Regions from separate parts of the Mus musculus genome. Here all the other regions are linked to region 1. A link is a contact called in public HiCAR-type and promoter capture Hi-C data. All regions are on one chromosome and are shown on one strand. Each heading gives the region's core, a stretch centred on a gene start, on an enhancer-like site or on the middle of the called end of the contact. The rest is flanking DNA. Distances are from core to core; before and after follow the strand shown. Region 1 holds the start of Rhobtb3 (Rho-related BTB domain containing 3). Region 2 holds the start of Cep72 (centrosomal protein 72). Region 3 holds the start of Exoc3 (exocyst complex component 3). Region 4 holds the start of Pdcd6 (programmed cell death 6). Region 5 holds the start of Ccdc127 (coiled-coil domain containing 127). Region 6 holds the start of E430024I08Rik (a long non-coding RNA gene). Region 7 holds the start of Zfp825 (zinc finger protein 825).

What was found. Promoter capture Hi-C pulls out the DNA fragments that hold promoters and counts their contacts. HiCAR-type assays count read pairs that join an accessible place to other places.
Region 2: a contact with region 1 is called in a promoter capture Hi-C map of liver, with 2.5 times the contacts expected there. The contact joins the promoter of Cep72 here to the promoter of Rhobtb3 in region 1. A contact is called at or near these places in 3 of 39 promoter capture datasets (liver and second pharyngeal arch cranial neural crest).
Region 3: a promoter capture Hi-C map of hippocampal neurons shows a contact between it and region 1, with 4 times the contacts expected there. The contact joins the promoter of Exoc3 here to the promoter of Rhobtb3 in region 1. A contact is called at or near these places in 2 of 39 promoter capture datasets (hippocampal neurons and liver).
Region 4: a contact with region 1 is called in a promoter capture Hi-C map of liver, with 5 times the contacts expected there. The contact joins the promoter of Pdcd6 here to the promoter of Rhobtb3 in region 1. A contact is called at or near these places in 8 of 39 promoter capture datasets (the 3T3-L1 cell line, cranial neural crest, hippocampal neurons and 4 more) and 2 of 115 datasets of contacts at active chromatin or transcription factors (astrocytes and embryonic stem cells).
Region 5: a HiCAR-type map of astrocytes shows a contact between it and region 1, with 6 times the contacts expected there. The contact joins the promoter of Ccdc127 here to the promoter of Rhobtb3 in region 1. A contact is called at or near these places in 7 of 39 promoter capture datasets (the 3T3-L1 cell line, 3T3-L1-derived adipocytes, cranial neural crest and 4 more) and 1 of 115 datasets of contacts at active chromatin or transcription factors (astrocytes).
Region 6: a contact with region 1 is called in a promoter capture Hi-C map of hippocampal neurons, with 6 times the contacts expected there. The contact joins the promoter of E430024I08Rik here to the promoter of Rhobtb3 in region 1. A contact is called at or near these places in 1 of 39 promoter capture datasets (hippocampal neurons) and 1 of 115 datasets of contacts at active chromatin or transcription factors (astrocytes).
Region 7: a contact with region 1 is called in a HiCAR-type map of astrocytes, with 4 times the contacts expected there. The contact joins the promoter of Zfp825 here to the promoter of Rhobtb3 in region 1. A contact is called at or near these places in 1 of 39 promoter capture datasets (hippocampal neurons) and 1 of 115 datasets of contacts at active chromatin or transcription factors (astrocytes).

The regions. Positions count from the first base shown.
Region 1 is chr13:75,942,399-75,945,173 of GRCm38.p6, reverse strand. It overlaps Rhobtb3 (Rho-related BTB domain containing 3), which reads left to right and starts at 1,350. Exons shown (of 12, transcript NM_028493.2): 1 at 1,350-1,643; 2 at 1,742-1,967. The coding sequence starts at 1,642.
Region 2 is chr13:74,060,909-74,063,683 of GRCm38.p6, reverse strand. Cep72 (centrosomal protein 72) reads left to right here and starts at 1,399. Exons shown (of 12, transcript NM_028959.3): 1 at 1,399-1,500. The coding sequence starts at 1,422.
Region 3 is chr13:74,207,305-74,210,079 of GRCm38.p6, reverse strand. Exoc3 (exocyst complex component 3) reads left to right here and starts at 1,380. Exons shown (of 13, transcript NM_177333.4): 1 at 1,380-1,422.
Region 4 is chr13:74,315,969-74,318,743 of GRCm38.p6, reverse strand. Pdcd6 (programmed cell death 6) reads left to right here and starts at 1,418. Exons shown (of 6, transcript NM_011051.3): 1 at 1,418-1,637; 2 at 2,353-2,414. The coding sequence starts at 1,537.
Region 5 is chr13:74,348,988-74,351,762 of GRCm38.p6, reverse strand. It overlaps Ccdc127 (coiled-coil domain containing 127), which reads right to left and starts at 1,446. Exons shown (of 3, transcript NM_001168659.1): 1 at 1,355-1,446. It overlaps Sdha (succinate dehydrogenase complex, subunit A, flavoprotein (Fp)), which reads left to right and starts at 1,523. Exons shown (of 15, transcript NM_023281.1): 1 at 1,523-1,617. The coding sequence starts at 1,555.
Region 6 is chr13:74,462,184-74,464,958 of GRCm38.p6, reverse strand. E430024I08Rik (a long non-coding RNA gene) reads left to right here and starts at 1,347. Exons shown (of 8, transcript XR_003950546.1): 1 at 1,347-1,750; 2 at 2,293-2,377.
Region 7 is chr13:74,492,538-74,495,312 of GRCm38.p6, reverse strand. Zfp825 (zinc finger protein 825) reads left to right here and starts at 1,352. Exons shown (of 5, transcript NM_001377115.1): 1 at 1,352-1,463.

The DNA of each region.
Region 1 (2,775 bases), core at 101-2,600:
GGGCCATTAGACTGATGAGACCGTATACTTTCTTTTGATCCAAGAGGAACTGTGACTCTGCACATTTGCATCTTTCAGGATGGTTATTTCCAGAAACTACAAAACATTGTACTTGGACACAAAGGAAAAAATTTATTTATTTATTTATTTATTTATTTATTTATTTATTTAGGACTGGGTCTCACTATGTAACTGGCTCTTCTGGAGCTCACGATATAGCCTGGGCTGGTTTTGTTTTTGTTTGGTTTTGTCTTTACTAGTGACTCTAATTACAGCTATTTGGGAGGCTGAGGAGGGAAGACCTATCTCAAAGAACAGAGAGGACTAAGTAAACTACATAGAGAACGCCCCCTGCCCTGCCCTGTCTATGGACAGGAAGCTAATTCTGTCTCAGCTGAGCAATACTGATTCCTAATAAACAGTTGTGGCCATCTCCCAGCTTCTTGTTTTCCTCAGTCTTCCCAGGACCTTTTAAACATCTAGTTCTCAAAACAGGTCCACTTAACAGAGAAAACAAGCCCAATTTCAAAGCAGAGCAAATAATCAAAAAGATAAACAAGAACTCTTAACTGTGTGTGAGATGCTTGTGAGAATTTTAATATTTATGAGGGAGCCCCAGAGTAGCCTTTGGCCTGTCCTAGTATTAGCAGTCCTCATGGTGTTTTATACTGGAGGTAGTCTGAGGCCCTTTTGGGGCCTCCACAAGCTTTACTTCTGTGTGTCATCACGAAAGAATCTAAAATATCCTTACATTAACATGATCCTTCTTTTTCAGTGAGCTATTATTAAATAATGTAACTGGAATGTGTACTGAAAAAAATCCAAGTAAACTGCTACAACTTTCTTTTTTTTTTTTTTCTTTTTTTTTTAAACCACACACATTAAAAATCCCAACACTTCAAATTCCACAATCTTGGTTAAAATATGCCAAATATAGCTTGCAATAGTAAATGACCTTTCCAAAGTGGCACCCGCAAATTAATTGGTGCGTGAACAAAGAACCTTTTCTGCAGCTGCATGAATGTTGCCTTTTTTTTTTTTCCTTCTTCACAAGTACGATTTTACAAAACAGCCAAAGCGCATGTTGTAAATTGACAAAACGATAACACACTTTCTGCGAAGGCTGGGGTGGGTACGGGACCGCGGGGTGGGCAGGGGGCTGCCTCCTGGCTGGGCTCTCTTCTGGTCCCCGGCGGGGGCCAGGCCGCCCCTCCCCCGCTCCCGGCTCAGGTTTCAGCCTTCCGAGTTGAGGAAACTTGCTGCAGGCGGATTGGCGGCGAGCTGCTCCCGGGCTCCGGCGTCGTCCCCGCGCCCACCGCTCCTTTGTGTCCCGCGGCCTCGGCCAGCAGCCAGCTCCCCCGCGCGCCGGACTCTCGGGGCGACACGTGCGGGCCTCCGGCCCCGCCGAGCGGAGGCGGAGCCCGGGCGGAGGCGCGGCGGCCAGGAGCGGCGACCAGGGACCGCAGCGCTGCCAGCGCCCGGCCGGCCGCTCACTCCCGGCCCGCTCCTCTGCGTCGGTAGCGCCGCGTCGTAGGAGCGGGAGGGCCGCGGCCGGGGATGAGCTGACTGCAGTGAGAGCGTCGCCCGGGCCCCCGCCAGGCCGCCCGCTGCCATCTCCGCGCCGCCCTGCCAGCCGCGATCATGTACGTACGCGTCGCCGTTCTGCCACGGTCTGGGTCCGGGACGTGCCACGCGCCCTGGCTGTACCCACCCGCTCACCGCGCCCCTCTCGGCCCCGCAGGTCCATCCACATCGTGGCGTTGGGGAACGAGGGCGACACGTTCCACCAGGACAACCGGCCGTCGGGGCTCATCCGCACATACCTGGGAAGAAGCCCGCTGGTGTCGGGGGACGAGAGTAGCTTGTTGCTGAACGCGGCCAGCACGGTCGCGCGCCCGGTGTTCACTGAGTACCAGGCCAGTGCGTTCGGGAACGTCAAGCTGGTGGTGCACGACTGTCCCGTCTGGGTAAGGGGCAGTGGCTGCGCGGTGCCCAGGAGGAAGGAGCTTGCCTTTTTGGATCCCTCCTCCCCTTGTTTCTTAATTTCCTGATTGCCTGGAGAGTTTTTTTAGTTTGTTTTTGTGTTTTTACATTTTTTGGCAAATCCCATCCTTTGTTACAATTTGGAGGTGGTGGGGGCAGCCCAGTCACGTCTGTAAGGTAAAATGGCCCCAGGGCAATATAGAGCCGTTACTGTGTTTCAAGACTTGTTCTTTAGTGGATGGACAGCTGACAGTTGAATGTGCCAACCCCAAACAGGGTCGCGAAGTTCCACTGGCCAAGAGTCATGTTTTCATGTCCACCTCGTGGAGGATAGGGAGATGTGTTCTATAAATACTGCCCTTTACAGCTCAACGTAGGCAAAAATACTCTAGACAGGGACAGGTCAAAAATAGTATGGGAACAAGGGAAAAAAGAATGGGATTTGAGAACTAATTTTAAATGGCTTATTTGTTGATTATTAACCTCTGAAAAGACTAGTTTTTAATAGTGCTAATGCTCATATATTAGCCTTTTGTTTTAGTGGTTAATAAATTGGAAATACCACTAAGAACTTAAATAAATCTTCATGTTTATGATAGTTGAATAAAATAAGTCTTAGCTTGTCTCTTGAGTAGCTTGACTCTGAAGTGTTTGATAAAAGGACAAAGAAGACAGCTCCCTGACTTACAAATATCTTCATAACACAGTAGCACTATGTATTTCAAGTGTCTTCATTTAATTTTAAATCTGTGATTTCTTGCTGATATTGTAGTTATATATTTTTCAGCTAAA
Region 2 (2,775 bases), core at 150-2,649, 1.9 Mb after region 1:
AAGCAGCACATGTTTTGGCATGTCCTACAGAGAGAGCATACAAAAAGAAGCACAAGCCTTATACATGGCAACAGTGGCTCTTCTTACCCCATCTCAGACAGCTGATGAATGCCAAGGTTGGGAGCAGCATGGGGGGGGGGTGTGTATGTGAGATCAACAGAATGTTCTGGGTAGGACTGCCTGCCAACTCTCCAGGTAGTAGGGAAGACCAGGCTGTGGGACTCCAGCTAAGGAAGGTTCCTGCTAACCTCCAGGTCTAGTTGGGAAAGCTTTATGAACTATGAGGCAGAAGGGATTGTTCCTGATGTGACCCAGCCTGGCTCATCATCTCTATCTCCGAGTCACAACACTGTTCCTTGCTCTGTGTCTTCACCAGCACCAAATCAAGTTCAAGTGCTGCTGGCTCACTCCTAAACACCTCAAATGGAACTTAAGGACATAAAACAGCTTAAATGCATGTAGGTTTGGCCACAGTCTAATGTTACCACGGCAGATGGTATTTAATAAACCACCGGAAAGAGTACTTGGTAGTAATTAATCATTAGCATAACCTTTTACTGAGGCTTGTAAGAAATCATAGGCTTGTAGGAATCTTTGCAGGGTGCAAAGCTAATCCTTGTCCCTCTTTCTTCAGTGAAGATGTAAAACGTTAGTAAACAGAAACGTTACTTCCCAAGTTTCTACTGGCACTTTCATTGCAGTAGAAAAGCTGGTCTTGGGTCTGTCCCTGACAGACCATCCGTCTCCCCAAGGTCCCACTTGGACTCTGATCTTGGTCAGAGAAAATAGAATAAGAGAGGGTGATTGAAATCTGTGTTGTGTCCTGAGGCGCCACATGTCTTAGATGGCAAGCATACAAGCCTTAATTTGCTTCTGAAAAGCTTAGTTATCTCTCCAATGCCTGGAAGTTATTAGTAGACCCCAGGTTTGATGAAAGGACTTTCAATGTGTCTTAGTTAGGAGAAATTTTTTTTTTTTTTTTTTTTTTTTTTTGCACACAGCCTGTCTCTCCAGCCACATGATGAGAACTTTTGGAAGTGCGTGGGGGTTGGCGGGGGGGGGGGGGGGGAGCATCTCAGGGGCTGGGACAGGAAGAAACCTTAGGAGAGAAGGCTCCTGGAGGGAGTAGGAAATGAATGGAAGTGGGAGTAGGTGCGAATGCCCCGGGCACTAACAGCTGTTTCCACAAACCGCACTGAACGCAATGGGGTTGTCCTGGGGAGGAGCCAGAGCAGGGTGAGGTTGCACTCAGAGCTCAGCGGATTAGGATGGCTTGGGTGAACCTGTCCCAAAGAAAGTTTTAAACACAGCCGAAGCTCCGCCCACCCTCCTGGGCCCGCCCCTTGCAGGCTTGGTCCCGCCCGCCCGTTCCAGATCACGTCACAGCGCAGGCGCCGCGCGCCAGCGTCCGGTTTGAAAACATGGCGCCAGGCCAGCGGTTGGTTTTGTGTGAAGAGACTGTACGAGAGCGCAGCGGCCTGGGTCCCCACCGCGACCTGGGTGCGTGGGGGACAGACTGGGTTGGCCTGCCGGGCCTGATAGCTCTGCCTCCGTGCGAATGGCACTTGACCACAAACGGTCTCGGCCCGTGGGGCAAGGAGGCGGGGCCGGCTGGGCGGGTTTGTGGGGAAGGGCGTGGCTAAGGTCCTGGAGAGCCGGTGGACGCGGCCTGGGTTTTCTGTGGGACCGCGGTCAGGCTGAGCCCCCCGCTTCTTTTTTGCAGCAGCTTTCATCTGTCTTCCTGGGTTCCTACATGGCATTTCGCTTATGAAGATGCAGGTCTCTTTTTATATGGTTTGGACATCAAGGCCCCATTACGTTTTGAGCAAGAGATCGTGCGGAATTTGTGTTGTGATTTTTTTTTTTTCCTTTTTAACTTTTTTCCCCTGGACTTTGACAGGGAAACCACGCAGGCCTAGAATTTTCCATTGTTGAAGATTTTCGATTACCATTTTTTAAATTCGATTACGATTTTTAAACTTATAGTGGTTTCACCTAGAGTGCATTTTCGTTATCTAAATCGTTTTTTCTTGATTGTCAACCATATCTACATAGAACTGACTACAGCATTCTCTTACTATTTTATTAATGCTTGTGGGGCCTGTAGGGATATTCCCCATTTTCATAAATGGTACTTAATCTGGCTCTATCTTTCAGTCATGTTGGAGATATACGGTTTTTGGTCATGCCAAAGACACCACTTTTGGGTTGGTTGATTTGTCTTCACTGTTTTTAAATTTTACCTTTTTCTCTGTGCTTGCTTTGCATTTATTTTCCTCTTTAGATTCTAGAAGTGAAACGTGTGGATTAAAGCTTGTTTTATAATTTAAATCTCTTAATCTGTACATTTCTCTTTACGTATCACATAGCTGCACACACTAACACATTTGTTAGTGTTTATATTTCTACTGTGTGTTAAGGTACTGGAGATAGAACATAGGGCTTTGCATATGCTAAGCAAATGCCCTGTCATGGGACTTCACCCCAAACGTTTTTTTAATTTTTCAAGTGTGTTATTAAGCCAAGATGACCTTGATCTCCATTTTTAACGGAACCTGGCCTTGGAATTTTAGTCCGACACTCAAGTGGCTAGGATTGCAGGCAGTTGCCACCATGACTGGTTCTAATTTTCATTGATTTTAATATGCTTTTCAAATATCCCTTTAGGTATCTTCTTAGACCTCCAAATTATTTAGTGATTGCTCACATTTTTATTCTTTAGGGATGTCTTTTTAACGAATTATGTGTCGGGAGGTTTTCTTGTTTTTTTGTGTG
Region 3 (2,775 bases), core at 131-2,630, 1.7 Mb after region 1:
TCTCCCTGCTTCAGGGCTGCAGAACCTTTAGTCACTGCTTCATTTTTTTTTTTCTTTCCCTACTTTGGCTCTGGTCATTCCTAGGCCTACCTATGAACTTACTTGTACACTCAAAAGTATCCTGAGCTTTGTCACTCTGTGGCTTACCAAAAACAAAAGCTGAGATTCTTATTTTATTTATTTAATTGAAAGGAAACAAGCTGAGTCATCTACTGAAGCAGTTCACATCTAACTAGGCTAGTTAACTGAATTCGTTAGGGAGCACCATGACTAAACACTCCACTATATAGTGGGCAGCAGGAGATTAGGGTTGGATATAAGGTAACTAAGGAAAACCGCAGCTTTGTCTTGGTAGCTGTGCCTCCCCACTTTGCAGTTAAACATTCATGAAGCTGAAATTTCTCCTGTTTTGTCATAAACTAAGGGGTCAGGGCACTTTCCCAGTTGCAACCCCTACACTAAGGGAGGGTCTGCATCTTTAAAAGACTGACTTCATCATATAATTTGCATTGTGGTTATGACAGGTTACCTATACTGTTCTTTCATTTACTGAAGATTTACCCCATCATCCATTGGCTTGGGAGAGCCAGACTTTGTAGTGATGTTATGGATAGGCACACAACTCAACAAATGTATGCAGAAAAGGTGAAAAAAAAAAAACACAACCAAACCTGTCAGGGTAGGGTTGTCATACCTGATGGGTGAGTGGAAGAACCTAAACCCCGCCAAAATTTACTAAAAGTTCGTAACAGTGTGGGGAAATCTCTGTATCTGCAGAGGTAGAACAAAGTTTCTGGCTGTTCTAGGTACCGGGGCGACTCGATGCTTCACTGCTTCCTTCAGCTGGAGTAATTCCACCAGCTGCTGTTTTGCTCGTGGTTTTGTTTTCTTCGCCGCTTCTACGTGCTACGCGAGCAGCTATCAGCAGGCAGCCCACTCTCTGTGGCACTGTCCTGAATACTTGAAATCTACTTGCTGTCAGAAACCTCTGGGGGATGAGGGCGAGGACAGCAAGAAGAAACAAATATACGAAATATAAGTAGTGGAATCTTGAATACAAGACACAGTAAAGATATGGAGAGGTGTGGAGAGACTAAGGTAGCTAAGGGGAGGAACTGAGCAAGGGCAAACCTAAGTGGTTAATCCGGAGAGAAAGGGTGGGTACAATAGGTGCTACTTAAAATAAGAGGGTCGGGAGAGCGCCAAACGTCAGACGGCGGAGCCAGGCCTGAATCTGTAATCCCTGATCCTGAGTCTGTGTCACCAGAAGCACAAGTTTCCTAAGAGTCTACAGAAAGATCGCCCGTACAGCGCCTTCAAGGTTACCCAGAGCCCATCCTTCCGCCCAGACGCCGGAAACGGAAGTGACCGCGTTGCACACTTCCGGTCCGGCTCCGGGAGGTGGCAGCGGCGTTGCGGACGGTGAGGAAGCTCTGCTCTGACAGCCTTGGGTGCCTGTGCGGTGGGCGGGGCGCTGGGCCCTCGACTGTGGCACAGTGTACCCCTTAGTGGGTTTGTCCTTGGCGAGGGACAGCATCGGCCGACGTTTCTGGCGGGATGCGACACCCTCTAGTGCGGGTCCCTGGGCGGGTTTGGGTTTGTCCTCGGTGTGCGTCCCTCCCATCTCCTTGGTCGGGGCTGCTTCTACCCTCAGAGTTCCCTTTTGCCCCAGAGGCCGGAAATCTGACAGTCCTCAAGCTGCCATTGGAAGCAGATTTGGTGGCGATCCAGTACAGTTTTTTTAGTTTTTGATTCTCTGTGTTCAGGTTTATGAGTGGACTCTTTCTTGCAAAGCTTTTTTGGTTTTGGGTCAGCTTTCCTTTTGCATCTGGCTTGTAACACTGCCACAGGAGTGCCTTTCACCTGTCAGCTGGAGTGGGGGACTCCATGCCAGAGGGATGGTTTGGTATTATGTTTAATACCTAGTCCTGTAAATAGAATTATACAAGTTTTAATGTTTTGGGAATGCTGAAGATAACATGTCAAACTAAAGCAAAAGAAAAAAAAAAAAGCCCGCAGTGAATCAGTCCTGTTAGAAGTGGTTGTGGAATCCTCTTTCTGTGGCCTGCTCAGATTTCCTGTCTGGGTACGAGTAATTTTATAGTCAGAAGATGAAGATGGTGTTTGCAATGCTGTTCCACTTGAATGAAAATGCAAAGAGAGAAATACACAGGGAGAAGCTACATAACTGGAAATGTACAATGGATTTTAGTGGTTTTCTGAGACTACTTGGGAATAGAGTGAAAGATTCCAGAAGGTAGGTCTTTATCACATCTGTGGCTGTTGAGTAGCTGAAATTAAAGGAAACAGTGTTATTAATTCCCTCATTTGCTGGATAGTCAGCAAATAGCCATTGTAGGTCCATGACTTGGATAGTATTAGATATTAGACTAAAGGGTGATTGACCGGGTACATTTGTGCTTAGGGGAAACAAGCTACTCAAGTAAGGACAATAAATTACCTTTTGCTGTCTTATCTTTGTTTTTAGAAGTGTTCAAAAGTAAGAAGTGGTATCTTGGCCACCCAGAGCAATGGTAAGGGAGTATAAGACTCGTGTTTGCCCACTGGGCTGCTGCTGAAGTGTAGGTAATAGTTGTTGCCTTCCAGTGACTAACTACCCCATGGACTTGGGCAGCACTAGGGTGAGCTCCAGAAATGAAAAGCTGATCTTTTATAGGGCTAAGAATTGTGTTAGAGCTGCCTTTGACATAGTCTTAAGTCCCTGTATAAATACTCTCTGTGTGACTGTCTTACGCCTGTGAGATATCCCTGCTT
Region 4 (2,775 bases), core at 169-2,668, 1.6 Mb after region 1:
GGAAGACAACTACCTGTAAGCTGTTGCAGAAGGTGGTCTCTTTGGGACTGGACCTTTATAGCATTCCAAAGTCAGCAAACAGCTGGTAGAGTCCCGGATTCAGCAGCCTCGGGTCTGCTGAAGTTTCTCTGTACTGGAAAACTTCCAGTTCAAGTAGGAAAATTATGATTAATATTTTTGTATTTCTGGTAAAGAGAAAAGGAGCCAGAGAGAGGACAGAATAAAAATAGATCTCAGATTCTAAATAAAAGAACCAGAAAAGTCTAAAAGATTATTCAAAAGTGAGATGAACAGTTTATGAGAAATTATAAAAAATGAATTCGCCAAATCCTGGAAAAAAAATCTACCTTTCTTAAAGAATTTTGTAGATTTTGAGGTAAATGTCAAAGCTATAAGATGTTTCTTTGAGCAATTTGAAAGTCTCTTAAGATGTCCTAAGAACAAGAGAAATGGAGCAGAAAACGATACAGTTGGGACTTGATCAGATCTATAGCTGTGCTAAATAATGGATGATTATCCACATGGAAGTTTCAGATGTACAAGGCCATACTCTTGGCCCTTGGTCTCTTCACCCTCTTCTTTAGTTATGGGGTAAACAAACCCCCCATAAAGACAGCATAGCAGTTCTTATTATAAGTCTGTCCCTGGATGAGGACTACAGGAAGGCTGGAATAATCCTATGGCAGAACGGAGTAATCTGTATCTTGAGCTATTCACAGTATTCAGATTTAGGTGGAAGGATGGCCTGACAGCCCGTGAATGTGACCGGTTGGTAGTTGCCCCAATGCTATGCATTTTCCCATTTAGGGACATTCCAAACTATAAAAGCACCATAGAATTAGTATCTAGAACGAAAGAAGGAATACTTATAATTAAAAGGAGTAACCACCAAAAGTACAGAAGTCCAAGTAAGGGGTGGAGAAAACACAGCTCTCACCTCAGGACCAAACCTCACTCGGGCCATTTACAAATGAAGTCACTGCAAACCTAGGGAGGCTGGGCATAAACCGATATAAGCAAGTGGGAAGGCAAGAAGGTGTAGTATGGACAGACGGACAAACTCCAGAGTGCACAAAATGCACTTTGCGTTTCCGCCGAGGACTTCATGCGGTTGGTGCACATCACATTCGCACTAAATACTAATGCAGACGTAAAGGGAAGCCGTCGGTCCAAGTGAAAGCTTTCACCACTTTCCGTTACAGGTCGAGGCGTTTTGTAAGCTTGGGTCGGCCCCTCATGGCGTGGTCTCTTCTGAGCTCACCCGCCGCAGCTTCGGGCTGAGACACACAGGAGGGCGGAGCGGGGTGGGGCTGAAAAGGAAAGGGACACCCAAGGCCGGGCAAGAGTAGGAGGCGGAGCTCAGACTAACCCCAAGGCCCTCCAGACGTTGCGTGGCAACGGACCACGCCTGCCAAGTGACTCAAAGGTGCGCGCTTCCGTTGTTCCCAGGAAGTTGTGGGCTCCTGGTCCTGCCCCATAACTGAGGCGGAAGCATAGCTTGTGGAGCTGGGCCGCGTTGCCGCTGTGCATCAGCCCATGGCTGCCTACTCCTACCGCCCAGGCCCGGGTGGTGGCCCCGGCCCTGCTGCTGGAGCTGCACTGCCAGACCAGAGCTTCCTGTGGAACGTCTTCCAGCGGTAAGGCCAGCGCCGCTCAGCTCCTTCGGCCCTTGGGTCGGTCCTCAGTTTTCAGGGCCTATTCTCCAGTCCTCCCTCTCCCCAGCCCTTCATCCCCCGACCTCCTTCCCAGTCCTTCCTACTCCCCTCCATCCCCGACTTTCTCTCTTCTACAATAGCACAGGGTTCAGGGTCATGTTGGCAGTGACTTTGCCCAGGGCCGAAGGGCGCGGAACAGTCGCCCTACAGGGTCAGGTGCTTGCGTTAGAAACAGGACAAATCTTGAATCAGGAAAACGGCATCAGTGAAAAGAGCTGGCTGCTATTGCATGTCTTCTGTCCCTGGCCGTCCTTCTGAATGACTGATTGTCTTTCCACTGACTCGTGCCAAAGAATGACTTATTCGTCCTAGAGAATCTTTCTTTACCTATTATGATGAACTGGTGCAGGTATAAATTAAGCAGACTTGAAGAGCTAACAGAAAGCTTGAAAGGAATAGAGAAAAGATGACTCAACCCCTCCTACTGCTTCTGGTTGTTCATTAGTCTCTGGCACACCTGGGGGCGTGTGACATTCCAGCTGAGCAAAGAGGAAGGTCTGGCCAGAGTAACATTCCAGACCTAGTGTAGATTGATGAAAATGATGTCTTGGCTATGTTTTATTTTTAATACTTCCTTTACATTTAATCACCAGCTTACCTGTTTTCTGTTTGTTTGTTTGTTTGTTTGTTTTTGTAGGGTTGATAAAGACAGGAGTGGAGTGATTTCAGACAATGAGCTTCAGCAAGCATTATCCAATGGTGAGTTGAAGCCTGATTCATTCACAGTAAGCAGTTTCCTTCCTGGAATTATTTCCAAAGAAGTCCTTAAGACTAAATTGCCATTACCGGTATAAGGTAAAGGTGTTTGCTAAGCTTCTGTGTTTGTATTTTCTTAATTATCATTGCTGCCTTACCGAGCTCCAGAACAAATGTATGTGAGCCTCTGAAATGGGAGCTATAGTGTAGACCTTGCCCAAGAGTGAAAAAGGTTAGCTCTGTGCAACAGAGGTCCCTCACTTATCTAGAAGGCCTTTGACCTGCTATCAGTCTTAGCAACTGTTCTGAAGAGGATCATCGGGGACACTGACAAATTGTCAGGTGACATTTAGAAGTAATTGCT
Region 5 (2,775 bases), core at 197-2,696, 1.6 Mb after region 1:
TACAAATACAATAAACACAAAATAGTTAACCAAGATCCATGTAAGAAATACGTAATTCAACCCAAATTTTGAAAGTTTTAGTGTTTTTAACAAACCTTGTTTAACATGTTAAGATGCACAATAATGAACAATAAATATATAACCATAATACATGGCTCAGAATGTAACGGTTTATAGGAACTATAGAATTAATACGTATGACGTATGGTAGATGCCTAATTTAGAAATATGTATGTGTATATACATATATATATATGTATGTATGCACACACACACATACACACACTAAAAGCAGGCAACTTTCAAAAACCTCCTACTATGTATAGCCATCCATCAGATATCTGATGGGGAGCCCCATCTCATACCAAAAGCCTTGAAGATAGCCAAGGCTCCCATATACAATGCTGTATTTGAATATAATCTGCTCAATACTTTATCTCTAAGTCACCGATACCTAATAAGGTATAAAGGCACTTAAGTAGTTCATCTGTTTTATTTTCCCCCTTGTTAAAAAAAAAGTCTGTACATACTCCGAACAGACACATTTTCCCCAAATATATTTTATCTGCAGTTGGTTGAACCCACCAACGCAGAACCCTTGTAGGGTAAGCTGTCATATTTATTTCCTCTGCACCAACAACATCCATTTTGGGGTTATAAAGTTCAAGGAAATAATTCAAAATATAAAGTGTTGTGCATGAATATATTCCATATTTCCTTATTTATTAATAAAAAAACAAAGAAATAAAATGGGAACGGTTCATTGTAAACTTAAACAATTCAAAATAATGGTCATAAAGATTGTGCACCAAGAGGAAAACCTTAATCTAATATTAACTGAAAATTCAGGAAACAATTACGATTATTGGTTTACTTTTTATGCTATTTAATTCCACCGAACATTTCAGCTATACTCACTAGAAAAATAGAAAAACTATCTGAAAGTGATCAAATGAGAGCGCGTTTGCAATATGGGATGCTAGCCACGATCTAAGCAGCTTTCAGGATGACAACAGGCCGGGCCTCCAGCTTCCCAGCTGCTGTAACGAAGACGAAAGCTTTGGATATAGTTTCTAGTTCAGTATCCTGGCTTTTACGTAGCCCAGTGCAGCTAGCTGCTCCTTGTCCAGCCACCAAGACATCATTCCTACCTACTCTAGAAGTCCAGGGCAGTATGTACCCCCCCCCCCCCCCATTAGTTGAGATTCAAGCGCCCAACAAAACGGGCTCTTATGGAGCTTGCGATCTCCGCCCCAGGACCCTACTTCCATCTCTCCAGATCATCCGACCCTCTCTGTTTTGGCAAACAAGAACCACCCGAGAAGCACTTTAAAGACATTGGCACCTCACTTACCCCTGGAGCAGAGCCCATCAGCGTTGCTGCCACCCTACCTCAGACGTGTTGCCACCGCCGCGTTTACAGGGCGCAGGCGCACCACCACTCACGCGAGCCAGGAGGGGCGTGTTGCGCAGGCGCAGAATCTTCCAAGCCCGACACCCGCGCGACTCGGTGCGCAAGCGCAGTCTGTCGCTGGGGCTTGCGGGAAGGCAGACATGGCCGGGGTTGGCGCAGTTTCGAGGCTTCTTCGCGGGCGGCGCTTGGCGTTAACTGGGGCGGTGAGTTAGTGCCACGAAATGGCAGGCGCTAGGAGTGCGCCACGATTCCACCCGAGTTGGCCTGAGTCTGGGAAGGTGCAGTGGGCCGAAGCCGACTGCTTTCCGGCGAAGGTCACGACCCCGAGGTCGCGGGCGTGGAGTCTGGCCTTCCCCGTCTTGGTCTAGCGAAGTTCTCCAAGGTTAAAGGGAGGGACCGGCCTGTTGCATTCTGGATGCGGACGGGTCTGCGAGTAATCCGTTGGTAGTCTGGGTGTCGACACTAAGACTTATAAGTGATGAGCTTACAGGTTTTGTGTAGTGGCCTTAGCTACTGTTTTTAAATATCAAAGAGATATTTGAAGATACCAGGTGAGACTTCTGCACCGTGTTCATCCAGTCTTGCGACTTCTTTTTGCATTTGAAGAGGTACACAGTGACTCAGGGTTGCAGGGGTCTGATGTTGGCCTCCCAGATTGTCAGATCTTGTCTCAGTGCACTCTTTGCCGGTCACCTGTTATTCGTCACACTCCTAGGGTTTTATTAACGTAAACTAAATTTGACAGGTTGGGTTCTTTAAAGTTCTGTCTCACCTACCTACTTAACAATTTAATTACAAAGTAAAGGCCCTAAGACATTGAACAGTATCGACTTGCATTGTGCATCAAATTATGGCTGCAGTTGTCTATTTTCTGAAATAGATATTAAAATGCATGTTCAATGAAATGTTCAAGGGTTAGTTGGCAGCTATTCTTGCAAGGCCAGAAGGCATTTTCAAACCTTGATAATTTCTGTGATTTGTATTTGCTGCCACAAACTCCTACTTCCACCTCTATCCCTTGGGCTCTGCAAGAAGGGTTTTAAGTCCTGATCATTGAAGCCCTTTACAGGAGATAATAAGTCAGCCACCTATAATTGTAGCAGAATTCTTTTGTAGCAGAAATAGGTGAGCCCACCCCATGCCCAGGATTCACTCCACACACTCAAGGAAAAAAAAAAAAAATAATGATAGTCTGAGCCCAGCTCTGGCTAATGCCCAAAAGGAACAGTCAAGGATAGAAGATTTTTATTAACTTGTATACACCTTAGGTTTATGCTTACCACATATGTTGGCATCCTTAAATTCCTTTCCTATTCCAGATCCAGTTTATGCTTTGACCAGTTTAGACAGAGACAGGAGAC
Region 6 (2,775 bases), core at 98-2,597, 1.5 Mb after region 1:
TGTATCTGAGGACAGCTACAGTGTATATTCATGGACATTAAAAAAAAATCTTAAAAAAATGCCTTACTAGCACTTAGTAACTTATACTTGTCTGTTGGGATCTGTGAATATCAAAGTCATTGTATCCTTTGTTAGTATGCCACTTTTGGAGGTATGTGGATGGGAAAACTTTTAGGTTCTTTTGAGGAGCCATTAAATCTGTAAGGTAGAAGTTACTAGAATCAGAACAAAACAAAACATTAAGATGCAAAACGAATACTTTGTAAGTCTGATATTTCTTCTTTGTGTAATAGGGATACTATTGACTCGGTGGGACCATCAAGAATAATGGTGCCTACCATTTGATCTTGAACCATGTGGTTATATTACCTAAAGACCTGGTAAAATTAAATGGTCTATGCTTTATATCATTATCAAAAAAAGACACCAAGCCCCATGATTGCTTACATTTTAAGAGGATTCCCTAGGTGAAATTTAAAACAACAACTGAAGAAATAGTGGTTTTCTGTTGTATGAGAACTGGGCCCCTGAGTAAAGTAAACCTATTTCCCATCAGGGAATTCCGGGTTCTTGCATAGCCCCCTTATGACTTTCTTTGGGGCAGGAAGGAAGATGCTGATAGTATGAAAAAGAGGACTGGGAAGGCAGATGAGAGAAGAGACAGGAGCTGATTTCACATAGCACAGCAAAATCTTTGTGCTAACCCTGAGCCTAACCCTAAACCTGTAACCCTAACCACACTAACCCTAATCTAAACACTCTTTATCTTAATCCTAACCCTCTAATCCCCTAACTCTAACCCTGCATCCTGTAAGGGAGTTTTCTTAATTATTCCTTTTGAAGTGAGAAACCCTTGCTATATCTTGGTCTTTTGAGAGTTTAAGATCCACCTTTAATCCAGGCTACACATTCTTTCTGAAACCTACATACATAAAGGACCTTAAACAGGGAAGTTCTTTCAAATTGTCTACTTCTTTCCCTACATTTTTTAGCAAGGTGTTTTGTTTGTTCATTCATTCATTTTGTTTTGTTTTTAAACTGGCATTAGTAAGTACGTATTTCTTCAGAATTCTGGTAAGTTCTCAAGATCCGCTGAGATATCAAGCAATGTGAACTCAACAAGTCCTTGATTTTTCTTCTTTCCCTTGGCAATGAATGTGCTAAGCCATTATTGGACTAGGAGGACCACTGTCTGTGAGACATTCTATTAATCCCCTTTCTACATACATAAAGAAATTCGTCCTATGAGATGAGGTACGATTATCTGTACTAATACAACTGTGGTTTGTCTCCACCCTGCCACTGAGGAAGATGCGCTGGCTAACAACAGTGCTCTACACTGTTTGTCATCTCTTTCCTGGTTTTCTCCCAAGGTTGTTTCATACCTCTTTGGTGAAAAGGACCTGCATTTCCCCTGGTCCAGCATCAAGCTACAAAACAAAACTCTTGTATCCTAAAATCCTCTTTAGTGTTATTATCCTGGGCATCCTTCCACTGGTGAGCCAGATTGATAACTCCACTCCCAGTTTAGTAAAAGGCTAGCGACCTTGATTTCAGGAAGAAGGGGAAGTGCTGTGAGGAAAGCTCAAGCAAGCCAGGAAGTAGGTCATGGTGAGTGCAGGACCACTGCTACAACGGGAAGGAGCAGGCGGCTGAACAGCCTGAGCTGAAATGCTGTCTCCACTCCCACCGCTCGGAGGATAGACACAAATGCTAATGGAGAGCAAGTCAGACCAGAGATCTGGAAAAGGTCTGACCCAAGACTGGAAGCTCTATTTAACCTTGAGGAGGGGTAAGACTCATTGGGCAATCTAGGGCCCCAGGCGGATCTGCCAGTCAGACAATGAGGAGGGTTCTTCCGGGTGGCTTGCTGCACGTTCGTTTTGGAATGCAGGAGTGAATAGTCCTTTCCGTCCTGCTTTGAGTAATGCTGTTGGGTGCCATTGGGGACCTTAAGCGAGCTCCGAAGTTGAGACATGGTGAGTGCGAGATCACTGCCCACAAAGGGGAGGAGCAGGCGGATGAACAGCCGGAGCTGCAATGGTGGATCCTCCTCAAAGTCGGCCTGGGACCACAGATAGAGGAGGCTCTAGGAGGATAGGCACAAATGCCACCCGAATGCAAACCACTCCCGAGATCTGTAAAAGGACTGGACCGGGACAGGAAGCACACTTTAATCTAGAGGCGGGGTAAGACTCGCTGGCCAATCAAGGATTCCAGGGCGAACTGCCAGTCAGACAATGAGGCGGGGTCTTCCGGATGCCTTGCTGGAAGTTTGTTTTTGCTCTACAGGATTGAACCGTCTCTGTGTCTTGCTTTGAGCGCTGCTGTTGGGTGCTGTGAGTGGACCTCAAGTAAGCTCCGTTTTTGAAACATGGTAAGCGCATGGTTACTGTCTATAATGGGTAGGGGCAGGTGGCTGAGCAGTGGGAGCTGAGGTGGTGTGTCCTCTCTGGGGCTGTATGGGAAGCCTCAGCCAGATGTAACCAGATGTGGCCAATTGTGCGGTCCTTTGTGATGCTCCTCACTTGCTAAAACAGGCGGTGAACTCTGAATAACATCAGTATCAGGGCTGAATCAGCTCAAAACATTAGGATTAGGGGCTTGCTTGTAGAAATTTCACGGGCAGGATGCCAAACTTGGAGAGCCCTAGTTTCTCTTGAATCTTCTATAAGTTTTGCCCCCAGCATTTACCTATTAAGTATAAGATCCATTTGTAGTTAATTTTGTGGAGCTGTTAAAAGGCATCTCATGTGTTGGGTAGCACTCCCATAC
Region 7 (2,775 bases), core at 103-2,602, 1.4 Mb after region 1:
CAGGCTACACATTCTTTCTGAAACCTACATACATAAAGGACCTTAAACAGGAAAGTTCTTTCAAATTGTCTACTTCTTTCCCTATATTTTTTAGCAAGGTGTTTTGTTTGTTCATTCATTCGTTTTGTTTTGTTTCTAAACTGCATTAGTAAGTACGTATTTCTTCAGAATTATGGTAAGTTCTCAAGATCTGCTGAGATATCAAGCAATGTGAACTCAACAAGTCCTTGATTTTTCTTGTTTCCCTTGGCAATGAACGTGCTCAGCCATTATTGGGCTAGGAGGACCACTGTCTGTGAGACATTCTATTAATCCCCTTTCTACATACATAGAGAAATTCGTCCTATGAGATGAGGTACATTTATCTGTACTAATTAATACAAGTGTGGTTTGTCTCCACCCTGCCACTGAGGAAGATGCGCTGGCTAACAACAGTGCTCTACACTGTTTGTCATCTCTTTCCTGCTTTTCTCCCAAGGTTGTTTCATACCTTTTTGGTGAAAAGGACCTGCAGTTTCCCTGAAGCCAGCATCAAGCTACAAAACAAAACTCTTGTATCCTAAAATCCTCTTTCATATTAATATCCTGGGCATCCTTCCACTGGTGAGCCAGAATGATACCTCCACTCTCAGTTCATAAAAGGCTATCCACCTTGATTTCAGGAAGAAGGGAAAGTGCTGTGAGGAAAGCTCAAGCAAGCCAGGAAGTAGGTCATGGTGAGTGCAGGACCACTGTCAAAACGGGAAGTAGGGGGCAGCTGAACAGCCTGAGCTCCCAAGGCTTGGAGGATAGACACAAATGCTACTGGAGAGCAAGTCAGACCAGAGATCTGGAAAAGGTCTGACCCGGGACTGCAAGCTCTATTTAACCCTGAGGAGGGGTAAGACTCACTGGCCCATCAAGGCCCCCAGGCGGACCTGCAAGTCAGACAATGAGGGTTGTTTAGGGTGGCTTCCTGCCGGTTCGTTTTGTTGTGCAGGCATGAATAGTCCTTTCTGTCCTGCTTTGAGTACTGCGTTGGGTGCGGTGGGGGACCTTAAGCGAGCTCCGAAATTGAGACATGGTGAGTGCTAGATCACTGCCCACAAAGGGGAGGAGCAGGCGGATGAACAGCCTGAGCGACGATAGTGGATCCTCTTCCAGGGCTGCATGGGACCACAGATAGATGAGGCTCTAGGAGGACAGACACCAAAAGCTACCCGAATGCAAACGACTCCCGAGATCTGTAAAAGGACCTGCCCCGGACAGGAAGCACACTTTAAACTAGAGGAGGGGTAAGACTCGCTGGCCAATCAAGGCTTCCGGGCGGAACTGCCAGTCACACAACGACTCGGTTTCTTCCGGAAGCCTTACTGGAAGTTTGTTTTTTGCTGTACAGGCTTGAATGTTTCTCCGTGTCTTCTTTGAGCGCTGCTATTGGGTGCTGTGAGGGGACGTCAAGTAAGCTCCGTTTTTGAAACATGGTGAGCGCATGGTTACTGTCTATAATGGATAGGGGCAGGTGGCTGAGCAGTGGGAGCTGAGGTGGTGGGTCCTCTCTGGGGCTGGATGGGAAGCCTCAGCCAGATGTAACCAGATGTGGCCAATTGTGCGGACCTTTGTGATGCTCCTCACTTGCTAAAACAGGCGGTGAACTCTGAATAACATCAGTATCAGGGCTGAATCAGCTCAAAACATTAGGATTAGGGGCTTGCTTGTAGAAATATCACGGGCAGGATGCCAAACATGGAAAGCCCTAGTTTCTCTTGAATCTTCTATAAGTTTTGCCCCCAGCATTTACCTATTAAGTATAAGATCCATTTGTAGTTAATTTTGTGGAGCTGTTAAAAGGCATCTCATGTGTTGGGTAGCACTCCCATGTTAAGCTGAGATGTAGAAGAGTAGAATTGATGATGTAAAGGGTTTACCAAGCTTAGGAAATAGTGACAGTAAGTAGCATTTAGCTGATGGAGGACTGTGTCAAAAACACCCCACAGGTTAGTATGCTAAGCAGGCCGGTTAGAGACTAGGATGCTAGGATTCACATGTTAGCTCACCAGGTTTGTCTACACAGCTGGCTCCAAACTATAACAAAGGAGAGACAACTGTGATGTACAATCAGCCACTTGGCCCATGCTCAAAGCAAAAAGCAGGTCTGTAACAAGCTGCTCAATCCATCCTTAACAGAGTCACAACCAACATGAAGGCCTGGTGTGCCTAAAGCTCCCATTGTCTAATTGAGAAAAGCATTGTTCTGCCACTCCACTGGTTGACATCCATTTGAGAAGGAAAAACACCTATGTGCTTGCAGACAGGAGCTGAGCATGGCTGTCCTCTGAGAGTCTCTACCAGTAACTGAGACAGATGCAGATACTTACAGCCAACCAATGGACTCCAGTCAGGGACCCTATGGAAGAGTTAGGGGAAGGATTGAAGGAGCTATAGGGGATGCCAGTCCCTTAAGAAGACCTATAGTATCATGTAACCTAGACCCCCGGGAGCTCAGAGAGACCAAGCCATCAACCAAAGAGAATACATGGGCTGGTCCATGGTCCCAGGAACATATGTAGCAGAGGACTGCTAATCTGTACCGAATAGGAGACTATACACCTAATCTTGTAGACTTGATTCCCCCGGGAAGAAGAATGAGGAAGGTGAGGAGTGGATGAGAGGAGTGGAGATGGAGTGATGGAGCAAGGTGTCACAGGCAAAGGGAAGGGGGAGGAGCGTAAAGAACCTTGGGAGGGGCAACAAGACCATGGGCCACAGTTAGAATGTAAATAAATAAACAGAGAG